Regions from separate parts of the Zea mays genome. Here region 1 is linked to region 2. The links are chromatin contacts, called in public Hi-C maps. All regions are on one chromosome and are shown on one strand. Each heading gives the region's core, a stretch centred on a gene start, on an enhancer-like site or on the middle of the called end of the contact. The rest is flanking DNA. Distances are from core to core; before and after follow the strand shown.

What was found. A called contact is a pair of places that touch in the nucleus more often than the background predicts.
Region 1: a Hi-C map of leaf shows a contact between it and region 2, with 2.7 times the contacts expected there. The contact joins the enhancer-like site here to the promoter of LOC103641379 in region 2. A contact is called at or near these places in 9 of 25 Hi-C or Micro-C datasets (ear, endosperm, leaf and 3 more).

The regions. Positions count from the first base shown.
Region 1 is chr10:91,530,698-91,536,750 of Zm-B73-REFERENCE-NAM-5.0, forward strand. No RefSeq gene overlaps it. Among protein-coding and RNA genes, the nearest start is that of LOC103641383, 94 kb to the right of the region's middle. Within about 2 kb of position 3,959, at least 16 of the 20 cell types and tissues checked have an H3K27ac peak or open chromatin away from gene starts, as enhancers often do. A contact at or near this core is called in ear, leaf, seedling and 1 more, where this site is marked.
Region 2 is chr10:91,366,591-91,372,500 of Zm-B73-REFERENCE-NAM-5.0, forward strand. It overlaps LOC103641379, which reads right to left and starts at 4,589. Exons shown (of 8, transcript XM_008664734.2): 1 at 4,063-4,589; 2 at 3,282-3,974; 3 at 385-2,600; 4 at 36-305. The coding sequence starts at 4,135.

The DNA of each region.
Region 1 (6,053 bases), core at 2,709-5,208, 160 kb after region 2:
CAAACTCGAGTGCATCTCATATGTGCGTCAAACAAGATCAACACATACAATGACTCAGTGTATAGAGACGAATGACCCATATTTATTACATAACGAAAATGTCTTACAAAATAACTAATAATAAATAAATCAAACTAATCGACAATAGTTGACTAGGAGACGACACCTAGATCTCGTTGAACTCGTCATAGTAGTCCTCCTCCGGCGGCACCTGCTTTTCACCTATGGGTGGGGGGTTACCGCAAGGGTGAGCTCACATACGTTCATCGCTCAACCAATTGTGGGGAATAATGTGCATGAGCTCACTTACGGGGGGCTCATGTGAAATGTAAGGATTATCAACAAATAAGGGCTAAGGCTGAGCATTGCTTTTAACAAGTTGGTCAACATTTTATCAGCAGTTACTAAGTATAAGTGTATACCAACCCAATTAAATAAGAGATCGCATATGACAGATTAACGTTTAATTTCATAAGTTGCTCATGTGAGGGTCCGAGCCGCTCATGACCGTGAGCACGGCTGATATACCAGTTTTACACTCTACAGAGGTTGCACATCTTTACCCACAAGTTGTGTTACCCGTCTACCAAGGGGTCTAGAAGTCCCATTCATCTCTACCGAGTAAACGAGGTAGGGTAGCAGTACGAGGCCTTTACAAAGTTCCACTAGCTTCAGAAAACCCGCTACGTTTTCTACGAGAAGAGGGCAATATTGGGAGCCCTCGTCCGAAAAGCCATTGCTGCATGATCGACCCGAGAACCTCCCTATACCAGCAGCTCCTCACACCGCAGTTGTCATTTCGGGTAAGGTAGTCTGCCACTAGCTTTCCTAATTAATCCACCAAGGGTGTCCCATTCCACCCTTATGGTAGCACTATTTTCCTGGGTGGTTCTCCATGTTCCGATTAACAACATGATCTTATCGTGAACCATAAATAATCCAACAATAATAATAAGCATGATCGTAATTCAGATATAACATTAATCCCAAAACCAAGTAGAGCAATAGCAAAACAACCCAATAGTTCATTTGTATGCAAGGTATAGGGTGAACAAATCTAGGGTAACCTATTAGGTTCCACCAAATTAACCTAAGCATGTCAAGGTGATTATAGATAACATTATTATGTAAAGAAGAGTGATCAAGGCACAACTTGCCTTCTATGAGCTCCTGCTCAGATTCTTCTACTTGGGTGGCTTTAGGTACCTTGGGCGCTTATTCGTCTATTCGCAACAATACAAACAAACAATATAGAGACATAAATTAACATTACACCAATAATGAAACAACTCCATAACAGTATTCTACGCATTGCTATGAAATCGTAGGATCGAGAACCACTAAATTCGGACTTAAAACGAAGGAGTTATGGGTAAAACAATGTTTTTAGGTGCAATAACTTGAATAGACTTAGGTTACGCAATACTTAATTATAAAGATATGTGACAAGGTATAAATGATGGTTTTACTACATATGAAATTTTATTACGAAGCTAACGCGACTAGAACGGGTTCGATCAGAGTTAAAACGAGGAAAACATGGATTTTCTAAGCTTTTATGCAGTTTTATATTAAGTTTTATGCCTAAAAATAAATTCTAGGGCTGAACCACAAAGTTGCCAATTCTTTTTAGTTGTTTTACAATAGAGAATGGATGACATGTTAAATTTTCTAAAAGCATATGGTTTTATCTATAAAAACCGAGGGCCCAATTTAAAGGTGCTATAACCCACACTGGAATGGCGGGTTGATTTTGTAATTCCACAGGGACTTTTAGCAAAATCCCCATGGTTGAAGGGGTATGGTGTGTGAAAGTCGCCTGGAGGGGGGTGAATAGGCGAAACCTGAATTTTATCAACTTTAAACACGCACTACGGCCGGGGTTAGCGTTAGAATTAAATCGGAGTGCAGAAGATTGTTTTTCTTGCTATGAGTTGCTCAAATTGATGGGTATAACCTTGGGAGCAAACTCAAATCAATATTAGCAAGGAAACTTTTAGAGAGAGAAAAGAGGGGGAACAAATCAAGTCAAGATCAACAAGTGAACATGGTGATTTGTTTATCGAGGTTTGGTTCCAAAGAACCTAGTCCCCATTGAGGAGGCCACAAAGGCCGGATCTATTCCAACCCTTTTCCTCACTCAATCGGTCACACAGACCGGTCGAGGCTTCTTCTTAATCACTTGGGTCACTAAGACCCTACAAGGATCACCACACACTTAGGTTTCTCTTGCTAGCTTTGCGAATCACTTATTAGAATAAGAATAGAAAGGAGAAAGCAATCCAAGCAACAAGAGCAACAAAAGAACACAAAACACTCTCTCTCAAGTCACTAAGCGATTGAGTTGACTTTGAGACTTGGAGAGGATTTGATCTTTGAAATGTGTCTTGGAGTGAAGTCTTTTGCTCTTGCAATGAATGTGATGTTCAGAATACTTGGATGCCATTCAAGGAGGTAGTTGGGGGTATTTATAGCCTCCAACTAATTTCTAGCCGTTGGCTGAGTTTGCTGGCGATGGGCACAACGGACAGTCCGGTGGTGCACTGGACCTGTACTGTTCACTGTCCGGTGCGTGCCATGTCAGCACGTCCGTTGGGGTTTAGAGCGGCTTGACCGTTGGAACCTTTGTCCTGTAGCTGCACCGGACAGTCCAGTGTGCTCTGACTTCTCTGCTCTGATCTCTGTCGCTCACTGTTCACCATTGTCCACTTTAGACAGATGACCGTTGGCACCAGGTTACCGTTGCTCCATTGGCTCACCAGACATGTCCTGTGCACACCGGACAGTCCGGTGAATTATAGCAGAGCGCGCCCTGAGAAAACCCGAGAGTGGCATGTTCGCTTGGTGCTCGGCCTGGTGCACCAGACACTGTCTGGTGCGCCACTTGGCAGCAGACTCTCAAGTCTTGCTCCAAATATTGTTAAGTCCCCAACTTAATTTCTTTCTTGGTTTGTGTTGAACCTTATGCACCTAAGATAAATGACATCTAGTTAAAACTAGTTAGTTCACATGGTTTGTGATGAGCGTCAACCACCAAAATCGATTATAAAAAATGATTAAGCTCATTTCCCTTTTAGTGTGATCTAGGCTGTTTGATCTACCATCAACCGCCCAGAATAGCTCCATCTTACACAATAAACCGTTTCGCACGATGATTGTTGTATGAGGTATCTACGGTTGATAATCGCCCACTGCCTCCGAACGATCCTGGCCAGATGCGAGCGGATCAACGGCTGGGATTTAATAAAGCAGGAGGGTATGCCCATTCTAATCTGATCGTTGATCAAGCGATCAATGTCTAGGGTTAGCTTCATCTACCCCGAACCAAGAACGACAGAGCCGCCTAGAATCCCAGTGGGTTCTTGCCACCGCAAAGTGATTCTCCGCGTAGGTATGCGACATCCCACCTAGACCGATGCTACACGATGCTGGGAGGAAAGCGAGTCGGTCTAGAGGTTTCTCACCCGTGTTTATGCTGTGTAGACCCCTGACCACGACGGAGATGCGGCTCGACGGCGGAGTGCAACAACAACGAACAATTGCTCGATCCAAGCTTGGTTCCCCGTCTCGATGGTTCACGGCCATGACCCCTAGGTTCTGGTGAATCTCCCCGACCGCCTAATAGGGTCCGGTGCGATCGCGGTCGATTTGTGCTAGCAGCGGACGCCACTGACTCCCTCTTCTTCCTCACGGTCGGTGGCTCGGTTGTTCGGGAACGGAGGGGCACGAGCCGAGACTTATAGCCATGGCAAGGGGGAGGGGTGCGAGATTTTCGAGTCGATTGTGCGAGCTGGATACTCCCTGGCGAGATGGTTACATCGCGCGCTCAATTGCACCGAAGCATTCTGTTACAAGGTGGAAGATGCGCTAACAATGTGGGCCCACTCGACAGTGTCCAGGAATATGTGCGAGCGGCTCCGGGGAAGCAGGGGCTGGCATGCGTGACCCTAGTGGTTAGTGGGACCAGGCATGCTCGGCTGAGTCGCGATGGCGCACGTCCCACCCATCAGCGTGCAAGGGAGGTGAGGCCTAGGAGAGGAATTGGGATGGGGGTTTTACTAGGCTGAGGAGACGTAAAGGTGGGCTGTTAAGGAGGGGTTTTAGCCCAGGTGCAGAGCAATTCTTTCCTTTTCTTTTTCTTTTGTTTTGTTCCTTTTTTCTTTTCTTTTTTTATGTTTTATTCCATTTCAATTTTCAAACTCAAATTTGTAATACAAATTTAAATACAAATGCAACAATACAAGACTTCAGCATGGGATGCATATTTATTCAGTTTAATACCTTAGATATGATGATCTATATATATGCTAAATGATCAAACAAATAGTGATATCTTCATAGTGTATGATTACTCATCCTTTCTTCCATAAATCTAGACTATGGATATTACAAAAGGGCAGAGACTCCACATGTCCCTCGAGCCTCCCATCAGTCTTCTCGAGCGCGGTCTCGGTGGCGATCCCTAGGAGGAGACTGATGCCGAGGGTCATGCAGCCTCTCCCGAGCCAATTGGCTGAGTGTTGGGCTGTTTGTAGAGGTTGCCGCCGACTCTGTCTAGGTTACGCGGCTCCGTGCTAGTGTACCATGATCTCGGTCATACTCTTCCCATCACCTCATCTCACTTTTGTGCCAGTGATCGCATGAAGCATTGATGTTGCTCCCCGCGTCTCACCGACTGTTGATGACGTAGCACATGTCCTGAGCCGGATGAGTGAGGGGAAGAAGATGGTTCACCGCCTGGGTGAGGATCTACTGGTAGCCCTCCGTGTCTGGGGTATGGGGTAGGCCATTGGCGATTTGAGCCAGAGCACCACTGACTTCACTCGGTGTGTTCAGGGCTCGGGTGAAGTCGATCAGTAGGTTTCAGGGAAGGGACGGGTTCGCGTGTTGGTGCCTGGCGTTGCGCTCCACTCTTTCCCGCTCTCGATCCTAGGTGTGGCGACGATCGCGGCATTAGGAATTGCGGCGCTCGTGGAGCGCCCTGTCGTGAGAAGTATCTCTTGCTTCAGATGCCTGGTCTCGGGATACAGGTTGCGTGGGGTCCCATTCTCCGGCCTCATGATGACGCTGAACGTTACGGCGCCAGTTCCGGCGTTGGCGTCTGTAACACCCTGAATTTGAGGGTATAAAATTTCTTTCTAAATATCTACCAAATTCATGTGTTACCTCTTGTCTATTTCTCTTTAGTCTCTCTCACTCTTTCCTTTGATTAGAATTAAGTTAATTAGGAGAGGGATAAATTATTTATTTTGTCAAAACAATGTGAGTCAAGAAATGTTGCATCATGCTGAGCCTAAATTATTCTTTTGTTTGATGCACATGTTTCAAATTGTTTGAATTTGTATTTCATTTGAATTTGGTTAGAAAACCCTAGAGTAAATAAAATAGAAAGCATTTGGAAATTCTAGGAAAATAGAAAATCCCATTTTGGCCCAGCTAGCCCAAGCCAGCCCAGCCGCGCGCGCCCGCGCCCGCGCCCGTGCACCAGCCCTCCCTGGCAGGTGACCCTCGCCTGTTGGCGCCCTCTCGCGCCCGCTCACTCTTCCCCTCTCCCTCTTGCTGCCCAGTGGGTCCGACTTGTCGGCGCCGATCTCCTCCACGCACACGCATCTTCTTTCGCTGTCCCACGGGTCCCGCTCGTCAGCCCGGCCGCCCGTTCGCTCGCCCGCTCTCGCTGACCGGTGGGTCAAGTCTGTCGGACCCTTCCACTCCGAACCGCCCGCGCACGACCCGCATGTCATCATGGACTCCGCGCTCACAACACATGCTGAGGCCGCGCCCGTCCCTACCTCGGCCTTTTCCTAGTTGTCCAGCACCTGATCGCCCTCCTCTTCCTTCACTCGAGCACTCGCAATCCTCAGCACTCTCCTCACACCGCGCGCACGGCCAGAGAGTTCCGTCGCCGCTCGCCGTGGTTCACCGCTCATTCTGCGGCTGTCATAGTCTCTGTCGCGCTCGCTGCCTTGGTGAGCTCCTCCTCTTCGTCAGTAGCTCGGGACACCCCTCGCTTTTCCCCCAACCCTTCTTGTTCGCCCGGTCCGCGCTCACTGGCG
Region 2 (5,910 bases), core at 3,339-5,838:
GCATAGATGAAATAGCATTACAAAATTCACAATACCAGCAGAAGAGGATGATTGCAAGCTGAGGCCAGTGATATAGGCATGCTGAAACCTATCTCTTTTTCCTTCTTTTCATCCCTCAGAATATACTTCCTCTCATCAATAAAACAACCTGCTTCTCCACAATTTTCAAGCCACATCGATGTAACTATTGGCTTGCCAATAGTTATTGCTTCTAGCATGTTCTTTGTGCGGCAGAATCTATCTGCAACAAAGTGTGTTGCATCGGCCATTGAAAATGCTTCAGAACCTCGTAAGCGTGCCAAGATCTACAACATAGGTCATCATGAATGTCTCATTCAAAGTGATGATTACTAACAAGAATATATATAGAAATAATATAGTTACCTTCTTCTGACGCTTGACAACATCATCATCCAAATGATGGCTTAATAGAATACTGACATGGGCCATATCCTTCCTTCTTCTAGAATCTTTTCTCTGCTGATTTGGTAGTACATTTTCAGGATCTAGCTTCAGCAATTCTCTCGCAACAGAAGCTTTTGACAAGTTTCTACTTGAGCCTTTTGATGGATTCGCAGGACTAAAAGTGGGTGACAATTCATTAACCACTTTTGACGGTGTTTTCATGGAACGATTTGGAACTTGAGGATTGTTTTCTGGTGATTTACTTGTATCCTCGTCATGGGAGGATTCCTTCGGTCTCTGTGCAGAGCTAATGACATCAGAAGAAGTTTTGCTGTCACCACATACAGAAAAATTAAGTACAGGAGAAGCAGCTAATGACTTCTCTAATATGCTGGACAGCATAGAAGCTGATCTCCCATGGGAAGGTTCCCTCTTTGCATACTTTAGCAGGTCAGAAACACTTCTTACAAAAATCCGCCTTTTCTTGTATGGTCTTGCCACTTCTGATGGTATTTCATGATTTGCAGCTGCTGCAGAAGTTGACAGTATCAATTTTGTAGGCGTTCTTCGCCGTTTGGGATGCAATGGGATATCTCTGCAGGTAACATCAGTTGTTGGTTCAACTCTGTGTGTTTCAAGGTTTTGAGCATTATTTACACTGGTCCGTTGAGTGCTTCCATCCTTAGATTGCTGAAGATCTTGATCATTATTTGTACAAATCTGCTCTGTGCTTTCTTTTTCAAAATAACTCAAACCAGATTCAATTGCAATTCGGTTATTTTGCACTTGCTGAATAGTGGAGCTGTCACCGGTCAATTTCTTGCCTCTCCTCAAGTGTTTATTAGAGAACTCGATAAATGCAGAAGGGTCATTCCTACCACAATGCCTAGTTCGGTGAGCAATAGGTGTCCCGTGGTACTTATTTTCATCAATAAATTCCTTTGAAACTTTGCTTTTCTCAGGTACAGACTTTGTTTGCTTATGCTTCACTTTTACTATAGGCTCAGAACTTTCTTGCACCTTTGATCCTCTTAGTCTTTCTTTCTGAGGCTTGGTACTGAAGTCAGGTACTTTTCTTCTCTTAGAACGTGTTGTGACACCTTCCTGGATGTTGCTAGTTCTCTGAGAACCATTCTTCAAATGACTTTTAGCTATTCCAGACTTCTCAGCCATCGTATCTCTATTGAGCAGAGGTTGATCTTCAGCAGATAAACTTTTAGCAGGTGAACATTGTACCAGGGCCTCCATAGCTTCAACAGCCATTTGAGTATCTGGACCAACATCATTCAAAGCTACATCAGCCCTTTCCTGTTCTTCCAACGATTTGGCATTTGATAGGTTATCTAAGTCCTTCAAAAGGTTTTTCTTAGTCCTGCTTCCATAAGCCTGCTTACTCTTTACGTCACTTTTGAATAGTCTTGAATGTGATAAAGGAATAGTTTCCAACCTCCCAGGTAGTTTGGAATTTCTTTTGTTCATGGCTTCCCCTATTTTATTTTCTCCACATGATTTTTTTGTGGAAGGTTTCTTTGCTCTGGTATAATGACTCTTTGGTTCACCTCTACCAATTGGTTTTGGCAACAAGATGTCTCTGTTTTTACTGAAAAAGTCACCTCCTCCCTCATCTTCAAGGTTATCCACAAATTCAAATATTTCGGCCTTCCCATTTGAACTTCTACCAAGGTCAACCTTCTCAGCCAACATTAAAGTACCCCTCTTACTTGAAGCATGTGGCTTTGCTATTTCCAATTTATTTGGGATGGTTTCTTGAGATGATAATCCACAATTTATTGAAATCAACCTGTCCACAACATCAAAAGCATTTGCTTGTGACAGATCACCAGGCTCTTGTGATCCAGCGTAGCTTAATCCAGCAAGACATCTGCTGTTCTTTTCTCCATCCTCAGCTGTTGTGTCAGCAAAAAGCTTTTTTGCCGTTGAGCACTTGTCTCTGCTTTTAGCTCCACCTTTATCATGGTTCTGTACATAACCATGAGAGTCATTATCAACCTCACCAAAGGATGTGCTACATTTAGTAGATTGATCTACAACTTTCGGCATGGGGTGTATTGCATCAGAGGCCATTTGTTTCCCTTGCTTCATACAGTTCACAGACATAGTGTCCCGAGGTTCAGAAATTCCACATGTCAGTACTGATGCAACACGAACAAAAGGTACTTTCATATGAAGGTGACCTAGATGTTGCACATATGTTGGCATTAGAAAAAAAATTAAGTGTTGGAATATAATACAAGTGAATTGTCCACCTCCTCCTTTCAGCTAAATATTTTGGGTTGGACTGGTTAGTGCCTTCACTCTAATATGATATCAGAGCCAAAGCTCACGAGTTCGAATCCTGGCTAGCACAATTAAATAAAATAATTGTTGCTCGCACTTATTCCACGTCTGAGACCCAAGAGAGGCTCAACGTGAGGGGGGTGTTGGAATATAATACAAGTGAATTATCCACCTCCTTCTATTAGTTTAAGCTTTTGGGTTGGACTGGTTAGTGTGTTCACTCTAATATTAAGTTTCACTAAGAAGACCAAAAAAAATTAAATCTAATAAACTAAGCATTTCTTAGAAATAAGTGTAGTATATATAAAAGAAAATCAGGTGCAATTCTTCATTATGTTCAAACCAGAGCTCCAGAACACTTTACAAAACTCTAAAAGTGAAGTTCTACCTTTAACATAAGGAACAAAACAAGTGGTCTCTGGAATACTTTGATCTTTAGGCCTCCCTCAAACTCAAAACTGATTAAATTACAGGCACTTCTATAAGAATTTTACATTGTAAATTTTATAGAATGATCGTAATGAATTTCTATGTGACAAAGATAGCAATAACAACAGATTCAGTAGCTGGTAACTAACCTGAATCTGTGTCACCCTCCTCGTCCGTCGATGCATCAGAATCCACCAAATTATTATCATCATGCTTCCTTATCTCTCCAGTTAACCCCTCGATTCTTCCTTCCATTCCGAACTTCACATCCCTTTTATCCATTCCTGACTTCACAACCCTCTCATCCCCTGAGAGGCTCTCATTGTCACTTAGGACAACGGTGCCATCACTCAACTCATAGTCACCTATATCTTCGTCAGAGTCTTCAACCAACTGGGTCTTCCCCCACTCACCAAGATCATGTTCACCATGACCATTTAATCCATCCTTGTCGGCATCCTCCTCAGGTTCCTCAACCAACTGGGTCTCAACCATGTCTCCAACAATGTTGTTCACTCCATCCACCTCACATTTTTCATCCAACTGGGTCTTGGTCCATTTGTTGGCATTATCATCCACGCCACCACCAACGTCGCCTCCTTCTTCATCTTCCACCTGCTTCGTCTTCACTGGGTCACCGTCATTGCCATGATCCTCATCGCCACAGCCACCATCCTCGTTGCCACTATCCATCAACTGTGTCTCCGTCCAATCGCCAGCCACACCCTCCTCCACCTCGTCTATTAACTGGGTCTCAGCATCATCCAGAGGCTGTGTTTCGTCGTACAGGGCCCAATCATCCGCCTCGCGTTGTGTCTCATCGCCATCACTCGGAGGAGAACCTGATGACGCAATGCACATCCACAAAAAAAATAGCGCCTTCACACCAATCGCCCACAGAACCACAACCAATAAACAAGGTGCGCTCACCTAACGGAGGTGTCCCGCCGTCCAGGACTTGGGTATCCCCGCCACCACAGTCATTGCCGGCCTCGCCGCGCATCGCATCACGGGTAGGACAGGGCTTAGTGTTGCGGACGGGGATTCGACCGAACCCCCATAGATACTCGGAGAAAGACGAAGACTGACCCAATCGGACCACGGATGCCTTGGCCCGTAGAGATTGGGCGCAGCGCACGGCACAAACCCAAAACGAATTGAACGGAAGGAGAAGGGAAATCTTGGAACGAAACCGACTCCTAGGACAACCCGCCCCGGCTCCGAAACAGTAAAGGGCGACGAAGTAGAGGAGGAAGAGAGCGACGCCTCTCGACGAGAGGTGCGCACGGCCGGGAAAATATCTGGTCTGTTGTGCGCGAGTTCCGCGGCGGCGATGCGGCGCGCACGGCGAGTCGTGGCGGCGGGAAAAGAGGGAGTTGCGGAGCACGGAGCGGGGAGTACGCGCGGGGACCGGAGGGCAGGGGAAAACCCTGAATTCCTGAACGGCTCGATTTCTACATTCAAAAGAAAGTCGCATGGATGATCAAGATATATAATCTTGTTGGCGCCCATCTAACCGTCGATCACTGCAATATATACCCGTGGTGGTGCTCTCTACAGCAGCCTAGACAGTCCGCAGCCGAGTACCGGACGGTCCGTGGCCTGGCACAGAGGTGAGAGTTCCCTGCTGACGAGCCAGACGGCTCATGCCTGGAGACCGAACGGTCCGCACGTACACAAGGATGACGGTATTTGTCAACAATATCTGGATCTCGCTTCCAGGAGGAACACATCGGGAGGAGAGATCCTAGGTTTATCTTGATATTGGCAGGCCACCTAAGACGCTTCTATACAACGTAGAACCGGAGAGAGGTGAAGATTAGGGGGAGAAAGCTACATTATTGTCTACTCTTAGGTAAAAAGGTAAAGAACGGAAGATATATTAACTGTAATTCGATTGTTGATGTTTACATTCGATTGTACCCCTTAATAATATATAAGGGGGTCTAGACTTATAAGGGGGTCTAGACCCGTTCCTAGGCGTCTCCCAACAGCAACCGCGGATATATAGGGATAAACACGCGCGGAAAATGAATTAGTTGCGCTTGATCCGATCTAATCGCAGATCGTCTGCGTCTAAGGGAAGACCGTTCGCGGGCCGGACCGTCCGATCGTGCCAAGTGTCACAAATGGTGCTCAACACATGCCCCTTGCCTTTTGGATAATCCTTTCGGAGAAGCTGAGCAAACCAAAAGCACTGGTGCAGGTTGGAATCAACTCGATGTGAACATATCAGTTTTCTTAAGCATCTTGTCACATATTAGGGTGATATTGCTTCAGGAAACGATCGTTCAACACCTTGGCAAGTATTCACTTTGCAATGTTTGCAATATGTAGGCGTTACCAGTTATTACCTGTGTGATCTTGTAAAGACCGTCCCAGATTGGCGACCATTTCCCGAATTTTTGGTCTCTGCTCCTTAGTGCCAACATGGTATTCTATATCAGGTCTCCTATTTGGAATGACTTAGTCTTGACCTTCTTATTGTAAGATTTGACGACCATGATCTTGTCTTTCTCGATCTCTCCCAGAGTTGTTGTTGGGTACCTGCGAACAGGGTACCCAAAGAGGCCTGGGGACCTCCCAAAGACGGCCCACCTGTCAGGCAGCTTGGCAGGAAGGTACAAAAGGCCACCTGGGGACAGCCCGCCAAGCCAAGTCGACCCGCCCGCCGAACAAATATCTGTCGAGCAACTCAGCAAGGCGGGGCTGCCGAGCAGCCTGCCTGCCGAGCAACCCAGCGAGGCGAGGCTGCCGACCAACCCAGCGAGGCATGGA